7 separate regions of the Mus musculus genome follow, and all the other regions are linked to region 1. Evidence: chromatin contacts called from public promoter capture Hi-C and targeted proximity ligation data. All regions are on one chromosome and are shown on one strand. The core of a region is the stretch at or near the end of the contact, and the rest is flanking DNA. Distances in the headings are between cores, read along the strand shown.

Region 1 (3,196 bases), core at 245-2,744:
GAAAAAGTCGCTCTGTGTGGACCAAAATGAGACAAAATTCTAGATAGAGATGAAGTGGAGATGAGCAAGAGGAGAGAGTTAAGAAAATAAGTACTAGTCATTAGCTGGACAGTGGTGGCATATGCGTTTAATCCCAGCAGTCTGGGAGACCAAAGCAGGCTCTTGGTTCAAAGCCAGCCAAGTCTACAGCTCAAGTTCCAGGACAGCCAGGGTTACACAGAGAAACCTTGTCTCAAAAGAAACAAGGGGGAAACCTGCCTCAAAAAGGAAATGGGGGGTGGGGGAAGAGAAGAGAGAAAAAAAGAAAAAAAAAAAAAAAAAAAAGGAAGGAAGGAAAAGAGATATTATGGAAATACTTTGCCAGGCAGTGGTGTCACACACCTTTAATTCCAGCAGTCAGGAGGCAGAGGCAGGCGGATCTCTGAGTTCGAGGACAGCCTGGTCTACAGTATGAGTCCCAGGACAGCCAAGACTACACAGAGAATAAACCTTGTCTAAAAAGAAACAAGGAAAAAAGAAGAAAAAGGAAATGAGTTTTTACCCCCTACCCCTGCAACACCCAGTTCTAAAGTCAGATCTTCACTCAAAAGTGAGACTTAAGAAACAAGAACAAGAATTTCCCTGGAGTCCATACAACTTTGCACTCAAGTTGCATCCTTGTATAGGAGAATTGAGTAAACTGTTCAGGCCCCACCTTCGCGAACGCACAAGCCGCCACAGAAAAGAAAACCCCTGCGCGCCTAGCCCCTAGCGCGGCTGGCCGGACGGTGGGTCACTCGGGCCCCTTCCAAAGCCAAGGCCACTTCCAGCCCGGCGATCCAGTCACAGGTCTCAAGAGCACCGTTACGGCTGCAGGTAAGCCTCTGCGGTAGACTCTGCGCCCGATAGCGTCGCCGCCGCGGAACCATGGCTCTTGATTCCGGTTCCGGTCGGTGCCGCGGCCCACACGACCCCAGATGTGGCTCCCCCGCGCCTGCGGACACCGAGTCTCCCTGATCCCGGCCTCAGCCTCTTCCGCTCAGGGTACTCACCTCCCACCCGGTACATGTTAGCCGCCATGGCCGTTCCCGCCGCCGCCTCCGGCCACACAAAGAGGTCCCGGAGGCTCGCGGGGGCAAAGCTCAGCTCCAGACGAAGCCCCCAGCGCGTGGCTGACGCTTCGCGGAAGTGTCGATGGGGCCCGAGCAGCCGGCACCTCTGCTCGCTCAGCCGCCGCGGCTCATCACTGCCCGCGCGACGACGACACTGCTATAGCCTCACGCCGGGACACCGAGGCCAGCTCCGGTCTACTCGGCTTCTTCCGGAACGAGCTCGATTCCTGCCTGACCGGAGTGAGGTTCCAGCTCCTAGCGTCCTCACCGAGTCCCAGCAGACGTCGTGCGGTGCCAACCGCTGGCAAGGTTTGCCCTGCCCGCGTCCGGGTTCGCCTCCTTCCGGAACACCTTCGGCCGATCCGGAGAACAAGGCCCAGCGCTCGGCTCAGGTCGGAGAGCAAGACCCCGCAGATCGGCCACTTCCGGAAGGAACTCGGCTCCTTTCGCTCAGCCGCGGCCTCGCGCTCGGTTATTTCCGTTGCAGCTCGACCCCGCCCCTGAGGGCGGTGAGGAGCCGGAATTAACTCTTTGCACTATGGGTCCTAGCAGCTCCCCGGCAGTGGCGTCGAAAGGCGCGCGCGCGCCCTCACTCTTCTTGAGGTTATTTGCAAGCCGCTTTGCCTGTTATTTGCATATTTGGTCTGAACTCCCTTTTCTCTTCCCGCCCTGCACTTTTTTCTTTCATCCTAACACAACTGGGCCCCTGAGGGGACCCGCCGCACAAAAGCACCAGGCAGTTACTTTTTTCTTTTTATTGCCCCTCACCGAGCAGAGGGTGTCGGAGCTGGGTTGCCTGGCTCAGCCAGCAAGTCTGTTGTTATTTTGTGTGCAGTGGGGTGGTTAGCCCCTCCAGAAAAATGCGCAATTGGGAATGTATGAAGTCAAAGAAAAAGCCAGCACAGGAAAAGACTGTCCTTGGTCCTAGGGGTTTTGGCCAGGGTGGGGCCAGACCACAGTACCAGAGGGACAAGACCATCCAGCATCAATCACACGTCCAGGGAGGAGGCAGGGGACAGAGAGGGCGTTCTAGATGGTGTGGCAGGAGCGGGCCCAGAGCTCCCTGCCCCCAGCACTCGCCACTGAAAGATGCTAGCATCCTTGCCACCTAAGGAGACAAGGTATGAGTCGTCGTGCGTGAACCGGACACTAGTCACATGGCTGCCATGGCCTGAGTACATACGACTTGGCGCCTAGATGAGAGAAAAAAAAAAAAAAAACAACTGGTTGCAGCAATGGCAGGGTACCAAACCTACCCACCTGGGCCCAATGGTCCCCTGAAGCCTCACCTTGGCTCGAGCACATGGGTACTGAAAGAGGTGTACTTTGCAGAAGTCGTCTGCCACAGCCACCACCCGTTCATTGTGGGAGCGGCAAAGGGAGTTGATGTCTGTCCCATCAGAGCCATCAGGCCACACACCTAACACAACAGGTGGCCTGAGTCAGGCTGCTACCACAACCTAGAGTTGCAGTGTTTCAGGTCTTCAGGTTGCCACTGCGCTCCAGACAATCCCAAGGGGCCTCCTAGCCTGGATTTGCCACTATGACCCCCACCCCGAGGTGGCACACGCCCAGGATTCTGAGGGCAGAATGGGTTCTTCCTTGTTTCCCCAGCCCTCCTAACGGATTCCAGATCCTGGCTCACCATAGACGTGGAAGCCCAGCACACAGGTATAGGTAGCCCACTCCCGGTCTCTGCTCTCATAGCGGTTCCTCAGCAGTTTGCAGCCTCCAGCCACATCCCCTAGGTGGAAATCGCCTACTCAGCCGTCATTCTTCCCTCACTTGACGACATGAACTGATCATAGGCATAGCGTCCACTATGAACCCCACTGTGTGCTTCCCAAGTTCTCACTGACTTGGCTTGGCTTTAAGTTAGGCCTGCATGATGGTGCAGATCCTTAATCCCAGTCCTAGTGGGGCAGACAGATCTCTGAGTTGGGGGCCACCCTGGTCTACAAACGCAGGTGACAGAGGGAACCCTGTCTCAGAAACAGAGAATGTAGCCTTAGACATGCCTAGAGCCTCTGGATAAAGCACTAACAGTTTCTCATCAGCTGCCCCTCCCCCACTTGCCCTAAGGAGCTATCCTAAAGCACTGTCTT
Region 2 (3,150 bases), core at 388-2,887, 1.3 Mb before region 1:
CAGGTTAGCCCCAAACTCACAGAGATCTGACGGCCTCTGCCTTCTGAATGCTGGGATTAAAGTCATGCACCACCATCGCCTGGCCACACCTGGATTTTAAAAAGTAATGTGGGTTCTAGGATCCAACTCAGGCTATCAGGCTTGCACACCAAACCCTTTGCCCATGAGCCATCTCCTAGCTCTACATCACATCTTAAAAGTAGGGACGTGGCAGGCTTTGTGGTAGAACATTTGCCTAGCATGCATGAAGTCTTAAGTGTGATCCCCAACACTGGGAAATAAAACAAACAACAATAACAACAAAGAATGGCAGCAGCCACTTTCAGTGAGATAAGAGCAGCTAAGAGTCAGAGGATAATGGCTCTTAGGGGTTTCTAGCTAATGATCACTATGTAAGTCATGGATCTGTCTGGGGGAAGACACCTAAAGAAAAACGCTTGCCCACAATTCCCACTGCTTTTGGATCTGTGTCCAGACTCTAAGCCGTTAATTTGTACAGGAAGCCGGAGCCTACACTAGTACAGACAGCTCAAATTCTAATGTAGGAGTACTGCTTTTCATTGCCTTAGGGGGGAGCCACGGGGATCTCCTGGCAGAAGACAATTGGGATAATTCTGGCCCTACTGAATCCTCAGTCTGAGTTAAGTAGTTATAACACTGTTTGTGTCACAGGGCTGATGCATGATTGGAGAAAGATGAATGTTGACACATCTAGTTTACTGCCCGGCACAGAGTAACTGCTCAATAGGTATTTGTTTCCTTCCTAAAGTTGCAGAGAAGACGATGAGATAATCCCTGTGAAAGGGCTATAAACGTAAAGTTCTGTACAAATGTTAACTTCCATTGTCACTTTCTTGCCAATGTTTCTAAAGTCCAGAACATAACAACTCCAGAGAAGTAGACTGAGCCCATTGTTCTAGGAGACACAGGAATTCAATTCAGTAAACAATTATGTCCCCCTTCCCCCCTAAAAGAGCCAAGGACAATCGCTGCCATTTATGGAACCTCCAAATGCAGGCCCAGTGTTGGGCAACAGGAATACAAAGACGAATAGACATCATCCCAGAACTAGATGCACGTCAGATGGTGGTCACTAGGAGGCGTGGCAGATTAAAAAAAAGAAGTCCAGGAAACGTGGCAAGAGGTGTGTACAGACTGAGAGCTCCCAGAAGACAAGACAAGTACCTATGAGAGTTACAAGTGTTTTACCAGGAAATGGTATTTATACAAGGGCCTTGCGGGATAAGTAAGATTTCAGCAAGGGAATCCTTCCAGATAGAGATAACTGATCATAAGAAAGAAAAATAAAAACGCGAAGGTTTTCAAAGTGCACCCTGTGACCTTCAGAATTATAGTCAACAACATCATAAGCACATTGTGATGGAAACCTCAGCCTGAGGAATACACGGTAAGGGGCTTGCTTTCCCGTCCCTAACTCAAACTAGAGTTTCAGCGGCGTCCCACCCACCGGGCACTCCATACTGAGGCCTCCGCGGAAGAACGCGGTGAGGACCGGGCACACAAGAGCCCTAGGTCCTGGCCACAGCACTGTCCGTTAACTCCCATCATCTCACCATTTTGCCCCGCACAGGATAAACCACCGATCCGCCACCGGAAGAACACGTCGGCAGGAGCAAGCGCACTGAGCAACAGGAAAAGGATGTGGTCCCTTGCGCGTGGCATTGTGGGACTTGTAGTCCCATGTTCTCAGGAGTAACGGGAACTAGGACTATGCGGACCTGCTGTGAGTAGCATGGAGTCGGACTGTGGGAAAGGGTGGTGTGAAGTTTAGGTTTTAATTCATTTTTTCCCCAGAAAGAACGCCCACTATGAAAGCTGCTATCGGACCTGGTGGGGCATACACTACATTTCCCAGGAGGCTGTTCGCGCCTGGCAGATCACGTGACGAGAGCGCGGGCTTTGGAAGGCGGCGAAGCTGGGAACGATACTGAAAGAACGGGCTCGGGACTGTCCAGAGAACGCTGTGGACTCCAAACCACTGCTAGCTGCTTAAGGCTCGTGCACTCGAGACGGGGTGAGGTCTCGCGGAAGCGTCTCTGAAAGCGGCAGAGCCGCGGGAACAGCACCGGGCAGCCCGGGCTTGGGCCATTCGCTCTGCTCCGAACATTCCTCTTCGCCGGTAGGAAGAAGGTAGTACCCTCCTTCCAGTGAGGACTCAGAGACCAGAGCGTGTTCATCCTAGGGCCCTTGTGAGGAGTATGGAGCGGGGAAGTTCTGTGCCTTTAATAAGGAAATGGGTTCATGTTCTGCTGACATCCAGAGACAGTGCTTTCTTGTATTTCTGACTGAGGCAGGTGTTGGAAAAGCCCCAAGGACATTTCTGGTGAAGGGAAGTCTGGAAGACTCCGTAGAACAGTGGGGCCCAGTTAATACGGTGATTAATCAGTAGGCCTCTGGGGAGTGGGGAGCAGGGGAACTAGGTGTGTTTTTATCCTGCCTGCAGCCATTTCATTTAAGGCTTTGCTATCTGGAAGGTCCTGTGGAGGCGGGACTGAGACTATCAGGACAGAACAGGTTTCCCTCTGTGTGACATGATGGGTGGTAATAGCCTGTATTCATTCTAGCAACGTAGTAAGTGAGGTGTGAACCATATGGTTGACTAGGGAACATGGCACGGCATCTGGTGATGTGTGTATTCCATCTGGGTTTTTGGTTGACCGGTTCTGCAAGGCAGAAATGGTTATTCATTCTTATTTAACAACTCAGAAGTGACTTGTGTTACACAATCTTGAAGATGTAGAGCACTTGCTAGCAGGAGTGAGGGCTCTAGCTCAGTCCCCATTGTTATACCCACACACAGAATACCAGATTCAAGGATGAGTTTTTTATTTGATTTCTGGTCTGAGGATTCAACATGGGACTCCATGCATGCTAGGCAAGCCACTGTACCAGGGAGAGCTACAGTCTTTAGCCTTAAGACTGAGTTTTTGCTGCTTGTATTCTTAGAGGAACCACAGTAATACGAACCAGGAAGAAGTAAGGAAGGAGGGCAGGAAGAAGACCAAAGAGAGAAGCAGGCCTCTTCACTAGGCTTCTGTGCTATACAAGTAACGTGTGCTGAGGTGTTTGTAGTCAGGAAGGAAGGGGACTATACAGGGCCACTTGGGCTTCAGAAAAGACACAGTGAAG
Region 3 (3,461 bases), core at 870-3,369, 1.1 Mb before region 1:
GAGTCCTTGCGCAGAGCACAAAGCTCTAGATTCCATTCTCAGCACTCCTAAGCCAGGCATTGTGGCACATGCCTGTCGTGCCAGTACTTGGGAGATGGAGAGAGGGACTCATCCTTGGCTAAATGGGGAGTTTGAGGCCAACCTAGGCTACATGAGACCCTGTACCCACTTCCCCTACTCCAAAAATCAGACTCGTGTTGCCATTAATTCAGAGTTCAAGGTTTACCCTCAGAAGGATCTCTACTCCTGGCTCCTACAGGGCCCAGTCACTTCTGCTTATCGCCATTTAGGACTCTGCCATAAACAAAACACCATAGCTCAGTTCAATTTACAGTAGGAAGCCAACCTCCAGAAACCCCAGAATGGCCGGGCTCCAAGCTTTCCTGGGCTAGGATACATACCTCCTAGGATATACCTCTTAGAGCTGACATGACCCGGAGCATGGTCCCTCTCACCTTCTGCAGGGAGTGGAGTGCTCCAAGGCCCCTAAGTCCCCAGAACATTCTAGACACTCAGACTCGGATCCCTATGTCCAAGGGCTGGGAAGACGGCTCAGTGGGTAAGAAGGCTCTCTGTGTAAGCCTGAGGACCCAAGTTCAGATCCCAGTGTGGTCATCATATGCACCAGCAAGCTCAGCACTGCGAGGGGACACAGCACCGTGAGAATCACTGGCATATACTCGCCACCAGCTTGGCTCAACAAGTTCCAGGTTCAGTGAGAGACCTGGGAATACAGAGAGAGACAGGACACCTGACATCTCCTCTGACCCTCCTCCTCCCCCAAAGTGCTCAAGCTGGCTCCAACCCAGAGAAGGGGGTGTTGTTACCCTGAGGGCCATACAGCAATTGTCTCGGTCCACCCAGCAGAAAGGCTCACAGCTTCCTTCAGACCAGGCTGCTCCTCAAACACACAGCCCCAGGCACATGCATTCCTCCAAGCACAATTGCCTCCACCAGAGGCAGGCACCAGGAACCCACCCAAAACACTTCCCAAGCCTAGCTAGCCTCCTTCCCTGGAGCAACTCTCCAAGAAACACAGGCTGACTTCTGCTCCCTCTAAAAGATCAAGCCAGCCCACACCCCACAGGAGCTCAGTTCTAGTGCCCTGGCCGTGTCGAAGCTGCATGGTTCCCCTAGCATTTCGACTCCAATCAGCTGGGGTCCGTGAGAGTAAATAGATCTCACCTGTTCCCCTCCCCAGGGCTCTCCTCCTTCCGCCTATCCTCTGCCTATCCTGAAACAGTCCTTAGCAGGAACAACCGCAAGACCTAGTCTTTGCAGTCCTGGAAGGAGGAGGCGTTTGTCTATTTAGACAAGAAAGAACATCAACCTATGTGAACAGGGAGCAAGGTCTCCTCCTATTAGACTGGCCAAGAACAGGAGTCAGCTTCAAGAACCGATGGCCCTAACAGATGGAAGTGAGGATGAGGGGTGGGAAAGGGGTTCACCCAGGACTCAGGGTCTGTGCCTATCTCCCTCCAGACTGTGGGAAGGTACCACCCACCTCACATCTTGAATCAGAAGGTTCTAGTCAACTAGCTAGGGATGGACCTTGGAGAGACACAGCTAGCTTTCTCAACTGCACTGCTTCTCCAGAGTTCATGGGTGTGCTCTCCTTTAAATACGTGCCCCAGATTTACTTTTGAGGTATGCATACTACTATGCACCACCCCCACTACCACTTCTCTCATGCACTCCACTGGAGCTAGGAGTTGGAGGGGGTCACCCTTCTCACCCTGGGGCAACTCAGATCGGTCCTGCCAAGGTCCTTTCAGCTCTCGGGCTGCAGTGTGTCCTCATGCTACAATGCACCTCGCTGCTGCAGGCAGGGCTGAGAGTACAGATTATCTCCCAAGTGGGGTGCAAACAACAGCAGTGAGCCCCTGTTCACCCATCCCAGGAGGCCAGCACGGCCCAGACGGAGCGCAGAGCCACCGGCGTGCAGGGACCTACCCGCTCCACATCCCAGCGTCTCCGCCGTAGCCGCGTCCTCGCGCGCCGCCAACTCTGCCGGGGGCCCCAGAGCTGCCCTGCCGCCTGTCAATCGCTCCACCGCCAGTCTGTCCCGCTGGCCGCCCTGGGTTTGCGGCTCCGCCCCACCGGAGCCCTTCCCCTGCCCTGGGCGGGTCACGTGTCTGAGAGGCGGGCCCCAGGCCACGTGCCCGGTCCCGCCCCTTTGCCGGCCCAGCCCTGTCCCTCTTGCTGCCTGGGGACAATGACCCGCCAGAGTGAACGGGACTGGTTCCATCATCTTGCATCCAGAGCTGGCCTCCGCCTTTCCCTATCACTTTCTGCCTTGCACTTTTGGTCCACCCTTGTTTGAGAACCTACAATGGCTCTCGGGGGTGGTCTCAGCTCTGTTTCTCGCTCAGATTGTCACTCAAAGTGGACAAACAGCTCCTGTACCCTCATTCAGACTTCTAGCCCTGTTACCGGTCTCTGGAGCTCTTAGATGGCATCAATCCCTGATTGACACTGGGCTTCTGGGAAGGGGGCGGGGCAGACCCTGAACAAGTTATCATTCGTTGAGCAGTTTAAGCTAAGAGAGCGCTACCTTGGCCCAATCTTACCAGCTCTACTTCCAGGTCCCTCCTCTTGCATCTCTGAATACTCTGTTCGTCCCTGCCTTTCAAGCCATCCTAAGCACAGGAGACGTCTCTGCCAACTTCGCTAGCACCTGTCTGTCCCAGGTACTTAAAAAAAGATTTGTAAAAAGCTTAGTCACCTGTCCCTCAGTTCCTATGCCCTCCTTTTATCCTGGCTCTAACCACTGACCTGAATGAAGTTCAGCCTCAGATCAGGATCCAATAAGTAGAGCCCATAGTCAACCTCTCCTTGAGTACTGCTAGACCAGCTCCCACAGGCAGCGTCTACAGTGCTCCCTGGGCTTGTAAGAACACATTTCACTCATCCATCTACACAACAGCCGCCCCTTCTGAACTGCTAAGGACCACGTGAAACGAAGAAATTCTCCAGGCTGGAACCCCAGCCTCCCTCTCTCCTTTCCCTTAGCCCCCTCTTCTCTGAGGGTGTTGGTCATGTACCACCTAGATTGGTCTCCAGCTTCTGGGCTGAACTAATACTTTCTCCTCAGCTCCCTCAGTGACTACGACCACACGCTTGGCTTATGGAATTCCAGTATGGTAAATGGTAGGAGAATGGGAGACCTGCTTTAAAGGACCTCTACTGCCAGAACCTTGACTTGCCTAGGACCCATCTTCACCAACTAATAGTGGCTCTTTTCAAAACAGAAAAGCCAGGGTGTGGTGGCACACACCTTTAATCCCAGCATTCTGGAGGCAAAGACAGGCAAGATCTCTGAGTTCAAGGCCAGCCTGCTCTACAATGTGAGTTCCAGGACAGCTAGGACTGTTACACAGAAAAACTCTGTCTCAAAAAGCCAAAAAAACAAACCAAAATAAAACCCTGCAACAACAAAAGAACCCCCCCCCCCAAACAAC
Region 4 (3,339 bases), core at 830-3,329, 1.7 Mb after region 1:
CAGATTCATCAATTTTCTTACATTCTGGCTGGTGGATTTATACAACATTAAAAGGAAGACTTCCTAGCCAGGTGATGGTGGCACACGCCTTTGATTCCAGCTCAGGAGGCAAGTGCCAGGGCTACACAGAAAAACCGTGTTGAAAAACAAACAAGCGGCCGGAGAGATGGCTCAGCAGTTAAGAGTGCTGGCTGCTCTTCCAAAGGTCATGAGTTCAATTCCCAGCAACCACCTGCCTGTGGCATCTCACTCTTTGCCTGACTCCTCTTCCTGTAACCTTACCTCTACTATATATCTCCTTGTCGAATCAGCAGCCCAGTGGGCCTCAGAACACCTAAACCAGCTGGTGGCCCCTCCACTCAGTTTCCAGCAGTGGTCTAAATCCCCAAGTCTCTGCAAGTCTATGAGCTGCAAAAGAAACGCTTCTTACCTGCCTGAGTCCACTTCATATCCTGCTCCTGCAGGTCCCATTTGCCCTGGCCACACTGTACTTAATGCTAGGAGTGCCAACTAACAGCATTCCCACCTGCAGGGAAAGTCAGGGACTGTTTGACACCACCCCCCCTCCTGGAATGCCCTGCCCTGCTCCCAGGTAGCTTCATGACTTGCTCTCTGACTCCCTAAAGATCTTGGCTCAACTACCACCACCTCGTGTTATCTTCCCCAAGCATCCTAGATACAATTATAAATCCTTTCCTGACAGGCTTTCTTTTCCTTCATGGTACCCAGGGCACATACTATTCTTTTATTATTTATTTAACTGGCTTATTATCTCCTTTCTAGAAAATACCAGCAGATCTTTTTCCTGTTTGATACTATTTCTTTCCTTCTCTCTCTCTCTCTTTTCTTTTTTAAATTTTTTGAGATTTTATTTATTTAGGTCTTTCAAGCTAGGATTTCTCTGCGTAGCCCTGGCTGTCCTGGAACTTGGTCTATAGACCAAGCTGGCCTCAAACTAATGAGATCCACTTGCCTCTGCCTCCCAAATGCTGGGATCGCCTGACTGTGTCTGTGTGACTGTGTTAGATCCCTTGTACCTGGAGTTATATATAGTTCTAAGCTGCCATGAGTCCTAGGAACCTGGTTCTTTTAGATGGGTAGCCATTGCTCTTAACCTCTGAGCTGTCTCTCAAGCCCCATGGTCCTCCAACCTCTGCTTCCATAGTACTTGGATCACAGGTAGGAGCCACCACACTCAGCTTGGTATTGTTTTCTTTGCTGCCTGAAACAGTGCCTACCACTGCAGTAGGCACTCGCTGCACGTTGCCAGGGCTACAACTTCTCTGAGCAATAAACGTAGGATAATGATTAAAATCTGAAAATTTTAAATTTAAGACTGGAGCCAGGGCGTTCTAATTTTGTGTGTGTGTGTGCCCGCGCTAATAGAGACTCTGGAGTAGGGGTTGTAGCTCAATGACAGAACTCTATCATGTGTGAAACCATGAATTTGACCCTCAGTACAGGGCTGGCAGGGTCAAGGAGGCCAACCTAAGCCAAACCAAGCAAAACAAAAACAACAACAACAACAAAAACCAACCAACCAAACAAAAAAAAACCAAGAAAGCTAAGATTTTGATTCCCGCCTCCACCCCAGATTTCAGGGTTAGTCCCAAGGGTTTGCAAACTGCTCTATCTCCCTAGGTGATTCCCATGCAGGTCATGTGGAGGTCACACTACCCAGATGTCTGCTCAAACTGAAAAAAATAGGACCCAGAACACCTGAGGTCTTTAGTTACACAGGAGTTACAAGCTCCTTTAGGACACAAACTTCTGTATCCTCTGGGTTCAGCACAATGTATGTGCATGTTAATGCCGTGTGAACGAATGTTGAGAAGGATGAATGGGTATAACAGGACTTGTTAGAAAAGGCATGCCAAGGGTCAGCTTCTAGAAGTCAGAATGCTTCCAGACTTTTGGCTGTGCCTGCGCGCCTCAGCGAAGGCAGCCCGCACCACCGCCCACCAAGTGGCTCCGAGGCTAGCTTGCTCCAGGCCGGCGCGCGCCCTTCCGCTCCGCGTGGTCGTTGCCATAGTTACAGACGCGGACCGTCGAGGGGGCGGGGCCGGCGCGTGCGCGTCATTCCTAGCGCGACGCTCTGCCGCGCCTCCCGCCTTTCTGTTCTCAGGCCTTCCGCGCGCACGGCAACCGTTCCACCTGCGCGCCTTCGCGCTCGCCGCCCACTCTGGTCCGGTTCTGCGCCGGCGCGGGGCCCTCTAGGACGCGCGGGGGATTTGTGAGACGCATGCGTAGTGCGCGGCCGGCCGCTTCGCTGTCGCTCGGGTTCCGCCGTTGCCACCTCCCTACGGGCAAGTGCGAGAGGGGAGCCGAGGGCCGCCGCCGTCGCCGCCGCCGCCACCATGGGGGTAAGTGAGGCTGGAGAAGTAATGGGAAGTCCACAGCTGCCGTTCACCCTCTGCGTCCTCATTGTTTCGTGAACCCCCTCACGTGACCCTGACCCCTTACAGTCTCACGTGACCCCCGGCCCCCACTTGACAAGAGTTCCCCACGCCTCGTTGTAAAGGTCCCGGCGTTGAGCCTAGCCCAGAAATTCTCTGGGAGCCCTCTTCTCCCCCCCGCCCCCCACTCCGTTCTCTTCGTGCCCCTTCCTGCCTCTCTGACCCCCTAGAAGGCCTCCCCACTCCCGAGCCCCTGCTGCGTCCCTGATATTAGCCCCTTGCTCCTTGAAGACACCCATCATCTGGCTGTCACGGTCCTAGCGGTTTCCTGCTACCCGAACTTGTAGGGAACTGAGGCAGGGAGGCAAGAAGGCGTATGGCCAAGGTCACATTGATATGGCTTGGGCGCTGGACCCCATCCGGTGACTCCGGAGTCTCGATGGAATCTGCTTCCCACTGCTCAAGTCTCTGCCCAGCCAGTTCCCCTACACTTTTGAACCGTCTGCTACCAGCTTCTTCCTGCTTCAGATGAAACGTAGTCTTCCTTACCACACAGGCATGCCCGTTCAGCTTCTGGCTGCAGTAAAATGGATCTTAGAAGTTGGATTGTTCTTAGTCTTGTTACTGCAGGTGGCTTGCAATGGAAGAGGGGGTGGAGGTGTACAGATGAGTAGGGGGGATGGGCTGGTTATAGTCCCAGCCTGGATGTATAGTAACCACCTGTTATGGTCTGACAGCAAGAAGATGCATTTCCATGGCCTTTCCTGGGATATGCAGATCTAGGGTTGGGCAAAAGCACCCTCCTAAAAATGTAACTCTCTGATCATAGGGTTCGTGTGGAATTTGCAACACTTTTAGCGAGTCCTGACTTTGAAACTAGATGTGCCTCAGTGGCAGCCCCATCTTTAACGGCTAGTGGCATGACCCTGCAGGTGATGAGGCC
Region 5 (3,448 bases), core at 785-3,284, 1.9 Mb after region 1:
GTGGATGCAGTAAGTGCTCCGAGTTCTCTCTCCATCAATAACCACTGGGCCATCTCTAGCCCTGAATCCTATCAATCTTAACAGAAAATACTGGTGGTACAGAGAGCCTGTGAGCTTGCTTTTTCTGTTAGTCTAATAGCCTAAGCTTCTGTTGGGAAGGCCAACTATGCTAGGCTTTCAGCTGTGCAGACAAACAGTAGCATAGGCAGGTTCTTTCTGTCCTGTCTGGTGAAAAGGACTTTTGCATGTGCAGGGTCTTTGAGAATGCTCTGCAGCCGAGGAACTTGGGTGGAAGGAGACTTGTTCAGTTAACTGTATCTTCTTCTCCTAGACACTTAAAGAATCCTGTAATAGCGCAGAAGATCCAGAAGCTGATGGATGTGGGTCTCATCGCAATTCGGTGATAACTTGCTTTTCCCCCTCTTCCCTTCGCCAATGAGGAAGGCGAGCTGGGAAGGTGGCGAGCAGCACTGGGCAGAGGGGGGGAGAAGAAAGGCTTATCTTTATATTTATACATGCCTACAAGGAAGACAGACTCATCCAGCGCCACCTCGGGCCCTCCCAGCACACGCATGGTCTCTTCACTGCTGCCCTCAATCCGAGTGTCCTTCCCTGCCCAGTCCTAGCCTCCCCGTCACTGTCTCGGCTGCTCCCCCATAGTTGGTTATTTTTTATTTGGGGCAGTGGGTGCATACGGGGAGGGGAGGGTGTTCTTCCCAACCTAGGGTCCCAGCTGTCTTCACCTGTTCTTACCCACGTCCCTCCTCAATAAAGAAGCCAGTCAGGCGTGGTTATATGTTGCTACGGTCTCCAGTGACTTTCTTCTCTTAAGACACAGTAGTGCTGAATTGGAAGCCAACACAAAGCCTTTTCTTGATGGCCTTGAAAGAAAGGTCGCTGAAGAGTGAGCTGTTTGCTTTGTCAGGGTGGCCACTAGGTGGAAGTGTCGCTCAACAACTGATGACCTACCTGCATTCTGATCAGCTTTGGGTTGATGTTCTGTGCAGTGCAGTCTTAGAGTGAACCTGCTAGGTCAACACTAGAACCTAACCTAGACTCAAGGTGGGTCAGAAAGCAGGCCTGAGACTAATACTGACAACAGCTCCTGCTGCTCCAATCCTGAGCTCCACACCACTATCTTCCTCCCACACTGTGACCAACACTGAACTTCCTCATTTGCTCCCAAAAGACTGCTTCCTGGGCTAGCAAGATGCTGAGTCCAGCACCAGGCTGTACTATGTCTTACGTTAGCCTAAACTAGCTTCCTGTCCCAACCCCAGGACTCCTCAGAGCAGCCTCTCCTAGTCACACTTAAAAAGCCTTACCTTGGGAGGAGAGGTTGGCACATACCCTTAATCCCAGCACTTGGGGCAGAGCAGGCAGATCTCTGAGTTCAAGGCCAGCCTGGTCTGCAGAGTGAGTTCTGGGACAGCCAAGGCTACACAGAAACCCTTTCTGAAAAAAGAAAAAACCACGTCCATTAATGGTAGGCTGCTGCCCTGAAAAGTCTACGTTCCTGCTCAGTTCCTTAGAGCAATTTGCATCCCAGTGCCTGGCATGGACATGAGGCTGTTGGACCACCAGAACCCTCTAAAGAGACGGGATAAAGGGTCCTGGAGGAAATCACATTGAGGTTTTATGAGGCAGAGAGGCTCTAGCATGTCACTGGACAGATTTAAGGCTGGTAGGTTTGGAAACAAGTCCTGTTTAAAGGTGGGAAGGACTTCACTGCTGACTGTAGACAGTCCCACTAAGAGCAGGCTGGAGCCGGGCAGTGGTGGCGCACCCAGCACCACCAGGGCCAGGTGGATTTCTGAGTTCGAGGCCAGCCTTGTCTACAGAGTGAGTTCCAAGACAGCCAGGGCTATACAGAGAAACCCTGTCTTGAACAACAACAAAAAATAATAATAAAAGAAAAAAGCAGGCTGGAGGTGCAACCAGTAGATGCCTGGGGGTGGGGTAAAGAGAACTTTGTGGTGTCACCCCAGCACTGTTCTTCCCTCATTTCCTGTGGTAACAAAAGCAAGGGCCCCGTGGAGCCCTCTGCGTGCTGGCAGTGTGCTTCCTGTACCCAGCAACAGCCCGCCCTGGGGAGGGACTAGTACAACTTTCATGATAAGGCCACTACAGGCTGACCTCTGAAGGAAGCAACTGAGCAGGACCAGGCCAGACCAGGGTAACAGGTGTCCCACTGCCACCTGCAGCTGCAGCCCGTTGCAGGCTAGGTAAGTGAAAGACCCAGGAGGACTCACTTGTCCCCTGCTCCGCCATTCTGTGCAGAGCAGCCACACTTGCCACCACCCTAGAGGCTTGGGTTAGAGTACTGGCTGTGAGCTGTGGGCCAGGACTTGTTTCTGAGATAGGTGGGCCTGGCAGAACTGTGAGTAGGAGAGTTGACCTGTTCTGGTACCTAGCAGGGTACTTTACAATGAGTATTGGGCCTTGGTGTCCCCACCTGTGAAACCTGAATTGGCAGGACAACGTGGACTCTAAGGAACTGTCTCTTCAGCCCAAACACTTAGGATAGTAAGAGGGTTTTATATTGACTGGATCACAGTAGCTCTCTGTACCAGTGTCCCCAAAGCCTACCCACCTACCCAGGGTACCCTAGGACTCCTGCTTATTTCTAGGCAGCCCACTGTCTACTCACCTTGTCTCAGCAGAAACAGCCGCAGCCATGGCGGGTATGAAGACAGCCTCCGGGGACTATATCGACTCTTCCTGGGAGCTGAGGGTGTTTGTGGGCGAGGAGGACCCTGAGGCCCAGTCTGTCACACTCCGAGTCACGGGGGAGTCGCACATTGGTGGGGTACTTCTGAAGATCGTGGAGGAAATCAGTGAGTCCCCGTGACCCTATGTATCCAGTCATGACAGCTCTCCCTGGCTTTTCTAGGCCATTCTCGCCTCTACTCATAACCTTGTCACAGTGACTCAGGCAACAGTCTTTAATTATTTGGTTCCAAAGAAGGTATTTCTTCAACTTCCCCTCTCCATACTTCCTCCAGCTCCTACTGGTTCTGTCTAGTCTCCAAGAGACAGACAACATGGTCCCCTGTGTGTCTTGCCTGTGCCGAGGCTTATTATGTTCCTGAGGGATGGCTAGGAGGTTCCTGGGGACCTGGCACCTACTCTCCTAAATTTCCTCCCCAGCAAACCACTTGGCAGGCTGCTGACAGTGGGTGAGAGGCCCTGCCCCCACAGGAAGTTACGGCAGAGTAGGCTAGGGCGATATCAGTCACCCAGAAGGCCCCATGAGGCTTCTCATCAACTTTACCAGCAGAGAATGAGAGTTATCACTTCCTGGGAGGATGGCAGGAAAGCCCCGATAGTCAGAGCCGGAAGACATCCCACCATGAGCTCCCGATAGTCAGAGCCGGAAGACATCCCACCATGAGCTCCCGATAGCCAGAGACAGAAGGCATCTCACCATGAGTGTGGGTCCTAGGCC
Region 6 (3,446 bases), core at 878-3,377, 1.6 Mb before region 1:
CTAACACAACCTCCACTCTTCCAGTCACCTGACAGCGTTGGCTTCTGCAGTTTATTTTTTTACAAAAGGAAAAAGGAGACAATGGTCCCTTTGCCCATAGTCCACTCTCAGCCCTTAAGAGTGAGTTCTCTACAATGTTCTCTCTGAACACTGTCTACTTCATTTCTGGATCGTGCCCCACCTTCACCTTGTAATAAACTCTACATATTTTCTATCTTGAAGCTTAAAACTGGGAGTGGTGGTACACGCCTATAATCCCAGCATTCCAGAGGTAAAAAGCTGAAGAATCAGAAGTTCAAGGCCAACCTCTGCTACATGTTTGTAGTTGAGCATAAGCCCAGGCTAAATAAGACCCTAGCCAAAAAATAAAAAATAAAAATAAAGGCAGGGGTGTGGGGGTGGAAGGCTTGGCCATTAAGAAGTTAAGAGAGTACATACTGGTCTTGCAGCACACCACAGCTGAGTTCCCAGCACCTACATCAGCTCACAGCTCCAAGGGACCAAATACCTACTTCTGGCCTTCACAGGAACCTGCATACACATAACATTCACATACAGACACATTTGATGAAAAGGAAAGGCAAAACATTCCAAACCAACCCGCATCACTCCAGTTACAAGTCCTGGACTAGCACTTTGCCACAGGCTTAGAACAGATGGGACACTTTTCTGACAGAAGGCCGGAAAGTTAGTTACATTGCTGTCTACAGTTCACAAATAAGCCCTCTCTTTTCCTAAAATAGCAAAAGCAAGGAAAAGAACGCAGGCAAAGGCTGAGACTACGCTCTCACTTGCACTGAGAGAGCAGTTTGTACTAAGACACCAGACATGCTCACCACTGCCGGGTCTCCTGTCCTTGCTTGGCTGAGCCCCATGCTCAAGGAGGGAGTCCACAGACTCTTTAGGCTGTTTGGGCTTGAAGCCTCTGTCACAACTATATTCATTCTTGGCTGGTGTAATATAAGAGTAGCCAGGAAGGGTATCTCAACAAATGAGCATGGCTGTGCCTCGTTAACACCACAGACACTGATGTCTAAGTTTTACATGATTTTCACATTTCACACAATATGATCCCTCTGCCCCAATAGTTTAAATATGTAAAAGCCACTCAGGGTTAGATGTATGGGGTGTAGTTTATCTACCTTGATTTAAGAAGTGTACCGAACCTCTATTTAATGTTTTCCTCAATTCACTGGCTAAAGGATTCTCATAGGCTGAGCTAAAACAGAATCAGTCCCTGGGTTAAGAAGTGAACCTTCCATTACTCTCAGGAAAAGGCTGTACTCCAAACACAGTTACTTTTAGAAGTTAGAGCTACAAACAAAAAGACCAAAGGGCAGAGTTAGTTGTTTCCTCCTCAAAGACGGAGGGACACTAAGAATTCTGGGGACCAGATTTAGAGTGCAAATCCTATAAACCTGCATCTTACAATTCAAAAGTACTGCAGCGCCGGGATCCAAAGAAGAGTAACTCGGTCAGGCAAATGGCAAGCCTGGTACAGGCACCCAGTTCCTGTGTTCAGTTCCCAGAACTCATTTCCAAAGGCAGCCCCTCCAAACGGCAGGACTCAGGAGTGAGTGACAAATAATATTCCACTCAGGAGTGTGAATAAAGTCCACCTTAGCACAAGTGCTCACAGACCGGTCCTTCGTCCTTCGGACAGTCAGATTTACTCCAGGTGCAAGGGGGGTATGACGGTGACTCCTTTAGTCAGGTTGGTTCTAGCAAGTCTTAGATGAGACGCCTTTTGAAAAGCGTGAGAGCCTCTACGAACACCACCTGCGGTATGGAAGGGGCACGGAAAAGTGTCCAATTCTTACGAGGAAAAATAGGCTGAACGCCGAGGTAAGACAGAGCGAAGCAAGGAAGCGGCGGAACCACCACTGGAACCCATAACCCGGCTCTCCCAGCCCGGGTTCTATCCCACCCTTAGCCACACAGTGGGACACCTTGGGGGCAGGTCTCTGGGACCCGCCGGTCAGCGAGAGCTGCCACTCCCTAGGCTCCTCTTGAACCTCGGAGAACTGACTTTCCAGCAAGTCTGCAGACCACGGCATCCGCTACAGAGGGCGCTAAGTGAGATTTTTATAGGCTCGGCCACTTCCGGGGGTGAGCTGGGGCGTCTGGGAAATGGGGTTTGCAAGCTAAGGGGCGCGTTCCTGAGCGGTCCGATTCCTAGGAGCGCTGCGTCCTATCAGCCTTGTCTCTAACCACAGACCCCGTCCAGAGACAGGTGAAATGCTGGGGTTAACAACCTCACGCTAGGGTCGGCCCTCAGCGAGGCAAGATAGAAGAACCGGTCACAGGGAGAGCCTGAGAAAGCAAAGACCCTAACATGGCGGGCAATTAGCAATCTACTTCCGGAATTTAAAGCCAGCTTCCGGAAGCCGAGCGAGTGTTCCCATGACAACCGACGTCGGTTCCTTGAGGTGCGTGTAGATGCTGGGGATCATAGAGTGGCTGGAAGTCAGAATTTTGTGTTGCTATTGCTTTTGCTATGAGTCTTTTGCCGAGGCCTTTCGGTCTGTGAGCGGATTGGGACTGGTGAGGAAAACCGTGTTAAACTGGAGGGTGCTCGACCGCGTAGCCAGAGCGAGGGGCGTTTCTGCCTAACGGATGCCCTTGGTAGAGCCTTACCAAGTGGTGCGTTTGACTCTACTCATTTGCGAGCTGGAGGAAATGACTCTATTTATGCGTCCTTGCCTATAGCCAGGGGATAATTCTTTCCTACCTTGCAGATTGTTATGAGGATTAAAGTAAATTCTCTTGGTTAACAAGATTATCATGGCGCTGGTACCTAGAGAGATATTGTGTGAAAACTCAAGCCCAGAGAAGTTACATTCATATATTTAAAGAGAGAGAGAGAGAGAGAGAGAGAGAGAGAGAGAGAAAGAAAAGAAAAGAAAACCACGGGGCTTTTCCACCGCGGAAGGTGGACGGGTTCCGGACCCCTCAGAACCTTTGCAAAATGAGGGTTATATGCACTAAAATGGCTGCTTTTCAAGTCCAGGGATCAAGTAAAGTTATAAATATGCTCCCCTCACTTGCTGCCTCAGTGTTTCTGTCATAACCTTTATAAAGTTCCTCTAGGAGAGTACTTTGTCTTCTCAACTCCTTCTGTATGTGACACTGTCCATTTCTATGAGGACATATTTCTCACCTACTTAGATAGCACTCTATAAATTATGAAATAGGCTGGTTGTATAGTGCCTCTTAGAATACCACTCTGCCACCTACCAGCTGTGGAATCTTGGTCTAATTAGTTACCTTTGCTGAGCCTCAGTTTTCTCATCTAGGAATTGAGGGAAATAAGAATTGATTTTCTACCTTATGAGGTTATTATAAGATTTTAATAACATCTGTGATTGAAACAGTTCCTAGAGTGTTGCATGAAATATATAAGGGTTTTATTTACTACCATTACTACTATTATGTGACCAGGCTGT
Region 7 (3,417 bases), core at 315-2,814, 1.7 Mb before region 1:
TATTAGGGCAACTGAGGCGTCTGGAAGGCAGTATTAGAGTTAAAGACTCATTTGCTTTGTTAAAAAAAAAAAATCTAACAGCCACTCATTGGTTGATAGTAGCCAATTCTGTAAACGGGTCACCAGTCACTCAGAGGTGTTCTCTATATCCAGTAACCAGTGTAAAACACCCCCAAAACAGTACCCAGCAAGGACAGCCACACAAGCAATCAGAACTACTGCTTGGCAAAACAGCAACAGAAAACAGCCCCACTGAAGCACTCCATCATGTTTTCTACTTAATGGAAATTACAAAGGCACTGGGCCAGATTTCCAAGACAATCTTACGAAAAAGGCTTTTTTTTTTTTCTGGGCACTATGACTGCCAAGAACAAAGACTCATTTCAGAGTCCACCATTTCACCCAGCAGCCCTCAGTTCCACAATCCCCAGATCAGGGCCCTCCCTGGGCCCCAAGCAAAGAAGAGTCTTTCCCTTCTAAGTCCCTCTATCACCACCATTTCTAGCTGCAGGACTGACAGTCACTGAATGTGGAGTGGCACGCTATTGGTAGAGACACCTGGAAAATATGCAGGGAGCGATGAAGGAGCCCTGGTATCCGTGAAGTTTCTTGGCTCAAGGTGGCTAGCCCAAATCTGATTGACAAGGTATAGGCTGGACTCAAGAAATGTGACCCTGATGATAGTCCACTCTACCAGTAACTCAAACACATCTCTGGGAATGTCTTGGCCCACCAAAAAAAAGTGAAAGAACACCCCTAAACGGCTGTGAGGGGAGAAACAAAGCAGAACCAGGCACATGCTGGGACCATACACCTGGAAGGCCCAGAAGTAAGGATGGCTCAGCCATGCTGGACAGTTCAAGTCGGGGTCCAGAAGAAAGGGGAAGAACCCTTACCTATTGCTAACCTGGGGAATGATACAGGCCAGCAAGACAAAGGCCAGAGTCCCTCTAACTCCACTATATCGCAGGGGCAAGTCAGAATACACACAGGCCTCAGTTTCCCAATCCGTACAAGGGGCAAAGAGGCTCTTAATGACACAAAGGCCACAAGGTACTCCTACAGAGGGTGAAGGGTTGCGTGGCGTTAGCGGATAGGTGGGAGGGGGCGGGGCTGAGGCGACCGGCGAGGACAGCCTCCCACCGTCCATCCCTCCCACCCCACTGCAGGGGCGCAGGCCCGCGGGGAGTCACGCGCCCATCGCGCCCAATCGCCGGCTTCGGCCAGGAAACCCATCTCTGAGTTCGCCGGCAACGCCCCCGGCACGGTAGGCCGCTGCCCGCCGCCGCCCGAGACCTTCCCCAGCGGCGCTCACCTACCGGGGCCGCCGCTACCGCGGGCAATCAGCCGCTGCCCGCACTTCCGGGATCCACGAGCCCCGCCTCTACCGGATGTGACTTACTCCCGCGTCCAGCTGAGAACGAGCCGCACTGCCCCTCCGCCGCGCCCCGAGTGTCCTGCCTTGTAGGCCTAGGGGTGGCCACGATACCTGCACTCAGACGCTGGTGGCTTCAGGCGCCACACCCGCGGAAGGCCACTCGGCCCCGCCCGCGCGGGGGAAGGCACCACCCCTAGCCCCGCCCCCGCCGTAGGACTCCGCCCATTGCGAGTACGCCTGCGCAGACTTGCAGGCGTCCCTTCGTTTGCTCTGAATATCCTGAGACAAGCGTGGAACTTCCAAAGGGAGGCTCCAGATGGGCTCTTATTGCACCACGGTATCCCCGGCCTGCTGCGCACACTCCTTTTTATAGTTTGGCCTCAGGACTAGAATGGCTGCGGTCCTGAGTCCCCTTCAGACACTGCTAACAGCTCTGAGCTTTCCTAAAAAATCACCCTTTGTCAGGACCGTAGATTGCTCTTACTCGTCTGTAGATGAGTGTGTAAGCGTCAGACTTGATCCATCCTCACTCGCCCAGAGTGACAAGCCTCAGGAAGGGATGGAAACAAACCAGCCCTGAGAGGTGAACGCCATTCCACTTTGGCTGCAGTGGTTAGATTAGCTTCCAGCCTAAGAAAACCCTGCCACCCTTTGTTATACATTAGAACTTTTGTTGCTAGTGGCAGAGACCAGCACAAATTGGCCTCTTCAAAATGGTAATTGCTGGGTCATACAACGAGAAGTCCAAAGGCCCTAAGTGATACCAGGCTCAGTGTCAGAGGCCTCCACCTTCACTTGACTCTGACTTCTGTCCACCCAAAATGGATCTCACCTCAAAGAGAAGGAGAGAGCCAAGAAAGAGTGACCATGACATGGGACACAGGTTCAGGTTGCCTTAAATAACATGTTCCAATGTAAAAGTGCTTTTGTGAAGTCTGTACAGTAACAGAATAAGGCTACCCCAAGGCATTTTACAAATACATTGCTGGGACCATCAGGCCAGTGGGTAATGAGAAATTAGGGAAAATCTCTGTTTGGGTCTGAGGTGCTATTTGATTACATTTTAGCTTTGGGGTCTGCTGAGTTAGTGCATCCCAAAAGGTTTACCCGATAATCACATTGATATGAGGTAAGGCACAGAAGTGAGCAACATTTATTAAGGAGAATAACAATAATTATCAGTTAATTGGACCCTGTAACATCCCAGCTTTCCACAATCAAGAAGTTCTAATCAGTCAACAGAGTTGCAATTTTATTTATTTATTTATTTATTTATTTTTGAGGGGGGACTTCCATCTTGTAAGTTTCTCTTTTGGGTCATCGAATTTCATCAAGATCTCCCACTTTTTCTATTTCATATTCTAGATCTAAAATGATCATCATTGTCCCCATTGGTCAGAACTCCCTCCCCTTTACTACCTCATGGGGTCCCTGGGTACTCAGGTCTCAAGTCCCCTGTGCTGTCCTAGAACTCTCAAAGTAGTCAAGAGTAAGCTCTCACCTCTACCTGGCAAGTGCACAGTGTTATGCTGTGCTGGAGACACAACCCAGGCCCTGCACACACACACTCTCCCCTACCTCTAGCACAGCTACTACAAAAGGAATCAGGACAGACGACAGCTGTGCCTGCAGGTGACTTGCTTGAGGTGCTACCTTTGGGGGCCACCCAACATGATAGGGGTTCAATGCTGTTTGTTTTGCAAATACTTCATTTTGTAAGAACTCAAAGTCAGAGTGAGGACTGTTGACAGCCGCTTCCAGAAAGCCTGCTTGACACCATTTCTCCATGGTTGGGAGAGCCGGCCAGGCCAGTGAACCTGAATGTTTTTGTCCTTTCTCTTATGCTGTGTGAGTTGGGTTTTTTGGGTTTTTTGTTTGTTTGTTTTTAATTTTGAGCTGACAAGCAGACTCCATTTTGTGCATCATTATATGCAGGTGCTGGGAACTTCTAAAGCTAGAGCCCAAACAACCAAAACCCGAGAAATTGACAGAAGTCTGCTGCAGACCAAACACGGGGTCTGTCAGTGCCAAGCACTGGT

The links. Promoter capture Hi-C pulls out the DNA fragments that hold promoters and counts their contacts. Capture Hi-C pulls out chosen DNA fragments and counts their contacts.
Region 2: a promoter capture Hi-C map of embryonic stem cells shows a contact between it and region 1, with 3 times the contacts expected there. A contact is called at or near these places in 2 of 39 promoter capture datasets (cranial neural crest and embryonic stem cells) and 1 of 130 datasets of targeted methods (embryonic stem cells).
Region 3: a contact with region 1 is called in a targeted proximity ligation map of embryonic stem cells, with 7 read pairs. A contact is called at or near these places in 2 of 39 promoter capture datasets (cranial neural crest and hippocampal neurons) and 4 of 130 datasets of targeted methods (embryonic stem cells, extraembryonic endoderm stem cells, large pre-B cells and 1 more).
Region 4: a targeted proximity ligation map of pancreatic cancer cells shows a contact between it and region 1. A contact is called at or near these places in 1 of 39 promoter capture datasets (embryonic stem cells) and 1 of 130 datasets of targeted methods (pancreatic cancer cells).
Region 5: a promoter capture Hi-C map of pancreatic islet shows a contact between it and region 1. A contact is called at or near these places in 2 of 39 promoter capture datasets (the C10 cell line and cranial neural crest), 3 of 130 datasets of targeted methods (acute myeloid leukemia, large pre-B cells and microglia) and 1 of 9 other capture datasets (pancreatic islet).
Region 6: a contact with region 1 is called in a promoter capture Hi-C map of erythroid cells, with 3 times the contacts expected there. A contact is called at or near these places in 5 of 39 promoter capture datasets (the 3T3-L1 cell line, cranial neural crest, erythroid cells and 2 more), 1 of 484 Hi-C or Micro-C datasets (B cells) and 3 of 9 other capture datasets (adipose tissue, liver and pancreatic islet).
Region 7: a targeted proximity ligation map of pancreatic cancer cells shows a contact between it and region 1. A contact is called at or near these places in 3 of 39 promoter capture datasets (cranial neural crest, hippocampal neurons and liver) and 1 of 130 datasets of targeted methods (pancreatic cancer cells).

What each region holds. Positions count from the first base shown.
Region 1 is chr19:8,940,218-8,943,413 of GRCm38.p6, reverse strand. It overlaps Mta2 (metastasis-associated gene family, member 2), which reads right to left and starts at 1,494. Exons shown (of 18, transcript NM_011842.3): 1 at 1,032-1,494. The coding sequence starts at 1,059. It overlaps Eml3 (echinoderm microtubule associated protein like 3), which reads right to left. Exons shown (of 22, transcript NM_144872.1): 20 at 2,737-2,835; 21 at 2,381-2,511; 22 at 1,832-2,284. The coding sequence ends at 2,081. Gm10353 (predicted gene 10353) reads left to right here and starts at 1,024. Exons shown (of 4, transcript NR_165499.1): 1 at 1,024-2,762.
Region 2 is chr19:10,202,689-10,205,838 of GRCm38.p6, reverse strand. It overlaps Tmem258 (transmembrane protein 258), which reads right to left and starts at 1,637. Exons shown (of 4, transcript NM_026919.1): 1 at 1,575-1,637. The coding sequence starts at 1,577. Fen1 (flap structure specific endonuclease 1) reads left to right here and starts at 1,446. Exons shown (of 3, transcript NM_007999.6): 1 at 1,446-1,744; 2 at 1,820-2,151.
Region 3 is chr19:10,016,852-10,020,312 of GRCm38.p6, reverse strand. It overlaps Rab3il1 (RAB3A interacting protein (rabin3)-like 1), which reads right to left and starts at 2,119. Exons shown (of 10, transcript NM_144538.3): 1 at 1,954-2,119. The coding sequence starts at 1,964.
Region 4 is chr19:7,239,962-7,243,300 of GRCm38.p6, reverse strand. It overlaps Naa40 (N(alpha)-acetyltransferase 40, NatD catalytic subunit), which reads left to right and starts at 2,079. Exons shown (of 8, transcript NM_027643.1): 1 at 2,079-2,363. The coding sequence starts at 2,358.
Region 5 is chr19:7,018,055-7,021,502 of GRCm38.p6, reverse strand. Fermt3 (fermitin family member 3) reads left to right here and starts at 2,034. Exons shown (of 15, transcript NM_153795.2): 1 at 2,034-2,225; 2 at 2,664-2,837. The coding sequence starts at 2,678. Stip1 (stress-induced phosphoprotein 1) reads left to right here. Exons shown (of 14, transcript NM_016737.2): 14 at 332-807. The coding sequence ends at 404.
Region 6 is chr19:10,576,067-10,579,512 of GRCm38.p6, reverse strand. Tmem138 (transmembrane protein 138) reads left to right here and starts at 2,127. Exons shown (of 5, transcript NM_028411.4): 1 at 2,127-2,429. It overlaps Cyb561a3 (cytochrome b561 family, member A3), which reads right to left and starts at 2,356. Exons shown (of 8, transcript NM_201351.2): 1 at 1,430-2,356; 2 at 439-531.
Region 7 is chr19:10,686,882-10,690,298 of GRCm38.p6, reverse strand. Vps37c (vacuolar protein sorting 37C) reads right to left here and starts at 1,564. Exons shown (of 5, transcript NM_181403.3): 1 at 1,320-1,564.